Regions from separate parts of the Sus scrofa genome. Here region 1 is linked to region 2. Evidence: chromatin contacts called from public Hi-C data. All regions are on one chromosome and are shown on one strand. Each heading gives the region's core, a stretch centred on a gene start, on an enhancer-like site or on the middle of the called end of the contact. The rest is flanking DNA. Distances are from core to core; before and after follow the strand shown. Region 1 overlaps NFE2L2 (nuclear factor erythroid 2-related factor 2). Region 2 holds the start of HOXD8 (homeobox protein Hox-D8).

Region 1 (2,700 bases), core at 126-2,625, 1.1 Mb after region 2:
TACAAATGCTCTGTGTTCAAGGAACTGGACGAGACATGCTACCTGAGGAAGTGAAATGTACCTGGTCCCTCTGGTTTCTAGAGCTTTCATCACTTCGTGTGTTCTCTCTCCCACCACCCTCTCTAGTTTAGAATAAGAGGTGTGAACACGCTGCCATCGGAGGAGATGGTGGGCCTCCCTGCAAAGAACAAGGAATTCATAGCCTGAGGTTTCCTGAGAACAAACAGGAATATCCAGAACAAACAGGGACAGCTTCAGATTGTCCCCAGAAGTCATTGTATCACAGTGGTTCTACTGGGACTGGGAGGACCACCTAGAAGCAATTGGAATTGTGTGAGGGTGGGGGCAGGGGGAAGGGTCCTTTCTGATCGTCACAATGATGTTAAATATCCTGTAATGTGGGACAGTCCCCCACTCAAGAGAGAAGTCCAGGCCGTTTGCTAGCAGCACCCTCTTTGATGAACACTGAGTGAGCTCCCTGAGGTAGAGACATAGTCTTCATGAATCTTTGTAAAGGAGTCTCTCATTTGTCAGCATCTAACAAACACCTCCAGTCACTAAATAAGGAAGGAAAGAAAGGGAAGGAAGGAGGAGGAAAACAGGGAAGGGAGACCCGTGATTAGGGACTTTCTAAATCCCCGTCCTGCCATGGAGAGCAGCATGGCCTTGGACAGTCACTTTACCTCTTTGAATAGGTTTCTGCATCTGTAAAAAGAGGGTAACAGCCGCCATCACCAAAGATTGTCAAGATCAAGTGAGAACATGTCCAGGACCTACTACAGTACCAGCAGCTGTTCAGTAAATGTTAGTTTTTCCCCTTTGCTTGCCCATGAAATTGCCAGTTGTCTGTATTCTGATGTAACATCCAAAGGCTGGTTCTCTTTAAAACTTTGCAAGTGAGTTGGTAACAGAAAGGAAATGAAAGACTAATTAATTGTCCCCTCTGTCTCCATGATTATCTCTGCCAGCACACACCCTGACATTGACGCTTGACAGCACAACCATGCTGTAATCAAGTGAACTTTGAAAACCTGCAGCAGCGGGCAAGAGCCGTGAACTCAGGAGCCCCAGGCTTCCTAGAGTCCTGCAGGAACAGCTACTCCTCTCTGGGGAGAAAAGGCTTTATTCATCAACATCAACAGAAGAGACACGAAGTTCCCCCAGCTCTTCCTGAGATGCTTTCCCTCCTTTCTGACACCGCCCCACCCCCCACCCCAAGTTCAAGACCCAGAGGCCCAAGTCCTTTGGCAACATCAGAAACTTCCATAGATAATCAATCTGGCCCTGGCACCTCAGGGGACCTCATCATGGGGTGGGTACACAGAACCTCCCAACAATGGGACTGCTTATCTAATCTGGGCACTCCCCTGAAGGAGCCTCCATCTGCACTCCGGAGAGGAATTCCTAAGATTTCCTTATTACTGAATTACTCTGCAGTCAATACATGTGGGCTGCACTAACGAGAAGGAATATACAGCATAAAATGTTCCACGGACATAAGAATATAGTTGACCTCCGCTGTATGGGATTCCCATGCAACCCCCCACCCCCCACAGGTGTGACAAGTGCCCCACAGGCCAAGCACCAGGTCTGGTCTAAGGTTCCTGAAAAGAAGATGGTTTAAAGATAAGTACAAGGACTTTGATGGCAAAGAATGTTCCAGTCCTGGCTCTAGCTCTTACCAGCTATGTGACTGCTTTGGTCATTTGCCGGTGACCTCCAGATCCCTTCCCCATACTGCTCCTGCTCTGTCCCTGCTCCCATTCCACCAAGAGTCTGGGAGAGGGGGCAGGGACACTGGAGAAACCCTGGAGGGCAGGAGGAAGAGCCCCTCTCTTAGTGGCCCAGCTCCTAACTCGGTGCCAGCCCTGGGAGGGCAGGCCAGAGCTGGAATGCCACCTCCCCACTTCACCCCTCCAAGCCCTAAGGCTGGCAAGTGTCTTCCTGAGGCTGTTACTCTCTAGGTTGTCTGGTTTCTTGGCTGTCCCATCACCCATATAATTAATTTCCTATATAAAACCCTTCTGTTTGAAATATCTCATGTGTTTCCCGGTTCCTAAACCAAACTCTGGATTGCTTCTTAACCTCTCCAAAGAGTTTTCTTGACAGTGACAAAACCTACTTTAACAGGGCTGTTAAGAGAACTAAGCATAATGAGTGTAAACACAGCTCGAGGAAATACTCAAAAACGCCCGCCCTTTTTTCCCCACGGAGGAAGGATCGAAGGACCAGGGCATGCTGAGGAGGACAGGGAAGTACTTCAGAAGAGTCCAAAAAGCAGTAGCCTTCCTGGGTTCATTACGAGGAATCCTTTCTGCGAGTTTTCTTTTTCCTCCTTTACTTCCAGCACCTTTTTTCCAAGTGAAAGGTCACCGGGAGTCTCCCCGCCCTCAATCCACTGCCCCAAGGATTCTCCCAAACAGGCAGCCTGACAAAGAAGTTTCAGGCGGAGCATGAACCTCTGTCTCTGGAGGAAAAGAGAGAAGCCGAGCCCACACTTTGGTTCTCATTCTGAGCCTGCTCTCAGCTTGGGAACCAGCGGAGGAAGAACACATGAGCTGGGGCAGGAGCGGCGCTGGGCAGCGCAGAGCAAGCCAGCTCTGTTCCCGTCCTTGAGGGTTGGTTTCTCAGAGTGCGTTTAAATTCTGTTTCCTTGAGAAGGACCAAGGATGAAAACAACTTCCTCAAAAATGGGCAATT
Region 2 (2,700 bases), core at 83-2,582:
GGGAGCCCCTCGGTGGGCTCAGGGAGTGTTTCTGAGGTCCGTTCCCAGGCCGTTGGGCCTGGAGTCCTCACAACAGTGAATTATCCCAAGGAAATGGGTCACCCAAAGACTCTACGAGAAAGGCAGTGTGGGCAAGGGAAAACACACTCAACGGAGACCTATTACTTATATAGGACATTAACGCCAGAGGGGAAGGGGAGGGAGGATGTGGAGGAGAGAAGGCGAATGGTGGTGTAATGGCAAGTGACTTCAGAGCAAGCTTCTAAAACCAGGGATATCATGCCGATTCACACTTGATTTATCCATATGACACAGGACGTTTCTCTTCCTCCTCGCTCATAAACCAGGATGAACCTTCTCTTTCCTTTTAGAAAAATCAGTAACTTTTTAGTCTGAGCCCAGCGCCCGCTCTCAGCAGTAACTTCACAGACTTCTTGGATAAACTAGAATCTTTAGAAGATGGGCGCCGCCTGCAGCTGCTTGGAACCGGCGCGATCCGAATGCCGGCCCGAGGCTCGTTGCGGGGGGACTTGCGGGCGTCAGTCCCCTGTACTCCGCCCGGGGCCACCGCCTGCCCTGGTCCGCTCGGCTCAGGGGCTGAGACCCTGGAGCCACGCGTCCTGCCCGAGGAAATACCACCCACCCCAGCATGAGTCCTCCTTCCCGCCTTGGAACATTTCTGTCCGTTTTTCCATTTACTCCCTCAGCAATGCTAATGCCTCCCCTCACCCCCCGCCCGCCACATTCTTCAGCCTCCCCCCGGCGCCCGGTGCTGACGTCTATCAAGGGTGAAATGATGGAAACTATATTCATGGGCATGATTTCCATTAAATATCAATTAACCTGGGAGCCTCAGCCAGGCGTGCAGTGCGTCAAGGGTAAATGTACATCTCATTTCCACAAGGCCCTCTCGGCTGGAAAAGAAGGGCTTAGATTCGATTTGATAATGCAAGGTATTGGGGTCACCCTTGTGGCTTTTAATCAAACCACTTGCACAGGACCTAACTCAAATATTCGGTTTGGATCATCTACACCACTTGCCCATGTTCCTTGGGCTGCATGCTCGTGTCTAGAGCCGTAAAAGCCAGGGCCAACCTCTGAGGGGCTGCTCTAGGGGCCCAGGAAGGGAGTCATTTGCTCCACAGCCTCCTGGGAGTGGCCTCCCTGCCTCCCCCCAAGTGTAAGGCTCTGCCGCGCCCCCGCCCTGCCGGCTGCGGTCCTCATTCCCTCGGCCCCGAGGGGCAAGACGAGCCCTTGGCAGTGCGGCTTTATGGGCCCCCTTTAAGGCCGGCGGAGGCATCTCCCGTCCGGCGTGAGGCGTCCCGTCGGGAACAGCGGTGTCGCCTCCGCACGGATCCCTCCGCGCGGTTATCTCGCGCCCATCTCGCTCCCTCTCCGCGCAGTGGCGTGGTGCGAAAATGCCTCGCCGGGGCGCACCGGGGCGGAAGCCTCGGCAGCGGCGGCGAGAGCTGTGGGAGGGGGCTACAGGGGGGGCGAGGTGAGAGGTGGCGGCGGGCAGAGGGTGTTTTTTTCCTTTTCCCTCCAGAGCGGGGGTTGTAAACCGAAGCCAAAGAGTGTCCCCGTGGGTCGGGTGCACTTTTTTCTTGTCCCGGTGCGCTCAGGGCCGCCTGGTGCCTGAGAGGAAACAGTGGAGGCAGAGGGACAGGTCACCCGGGGCGTCGGCGATTTTATTGCGGCCGAGCCGGCGCGCGCCGGGAGAGGCTGGGCGGGCGGTGGAACGCGGGGGCTGGGTGAGGCCCCGCGACCCGCGAGGGAGGCGGCGCGAGGCCGAGGAGACGGGCGCGAGAGCGGAGCATGAACGCCCAGTAGCCGAGTGCCCGCGGCTGCCCGGCCTCAGAGGCGACGCGCGGGCGGGCGGGCGGGCGGCGGCACCAAAGTAGCCCGGCGGCCCCAGCGGCGCGAGCAGCCGCCCCAGAGGCCCCCGCGGCAGTGCAGTCGCGCTGAGGCGCGCTCCCTGCCTGCTCGGCGCCGCCCGCCCGCCCGGGGCCGCCCTACCTCGGCCCCCGGCCGCCGCCGCCCCGATGAGCTCGTACTTCGTGAACCCGCTGTACTCCAAGTACAAGGCGGCGGCCGCGGCGGCGGCCGCGGCAGGCGAGGCCATCAATCCCACTTACTACGACTGTCACTTCGCGCCCGAGGTCGGCGGCCGCCACGCCGCAGCCGCCGCCGCCTTGCAGCTCTATGGCAACAGCGCCGCGGGCTTCCCGCACGCGCCCCCGCAGGCGCACGCGCACCCGCACCCTTCGCCGCCGCCCGCCAGGCCGGGTTGCGGTGGTGGGGGCGGTCCGGGCCCCGGCCAAGACTACTTCCACCCCGGCGGGGGCAGCCCAGCCGCAGCCTACCAGGCCGCCCCCCCGCCGCCGCCGCCGCCGCCGCCGCCGCCGCCTCCCCCCTGCGGCGGGATTGCCTGTCACGGGGAGCCCGCGAAGTTTTACGGATACGATAACTTACAGAGACAGCCGATTTTTACGACCCAGCAAGAGGCCGAGCTGGTACAATATCCTGACTGTAAATCGTCCAGTGGTAATATTGGCGAGGACCCAGACCACTTAAATCAGAGCTCGTCTCCTTCTCAAATGTTTCCCTGGATGAGACCACAAGGTTGGGATGCATTTTTTTTTTTTAAGCGGGGAGAGGGGGAGAAATCTGCTTTCATCTCACGTTCTAGCTTTAAAACTC

Evidence for each region. A called contact is a pair of places that touch in the nucleus more often than the background predicts.
Region 1: a Hi-C map of retroperitoneal adipose tissue shows a contact between it and region 2, with 2.0 times the contacts expected there. The contact joins the enhancer-like site here to the promoter of HOXD8 in region 2. A contact is called at or near these places in 3 of 47 Hi-C or Micro-C datasets (embryonic fibroblasts, mesenteric adipose tissue and retroperitoneal adipose tissue) and 1 of 2 datasets of contacts at active chromatin or transcription factors (skeletal muscle).

What each region holds. Positions count from the first base shown.
Region 1 is chr15:82,999,091-83,001,790 of Sscrofa11.1, forward strand. All of the region lies in intron 3 of NFE2L2 (nuclear factor erythroid 2-related factor 2), which reads right to left. Among named protein-coding and RNA genes, the nearest start is that of HNRNPA3, 42 kb to the left of the region's middle. Within about 2 kb of position 1,376, at least 16 of the 83 cell types and tissues checked have an H3K27ac peak or open chromatin away from gene starts, as enhancers often do. A contact at or near this core is called in retroperitoneal adipose tissue, where this site is marked.
Region 2 is chr15:81,929,591-81,932,290 of Sscrofa11.1, forward strand. It overlaps HOXD8 (homeobox protein Hox-D8), which reads left to right and starts at 1,333. Exons shown (of 3, transcript XM_021076351.1): 1 at 1,333-1,498; 2 at 2,475-2,622. The coding sequence starts at 2,598.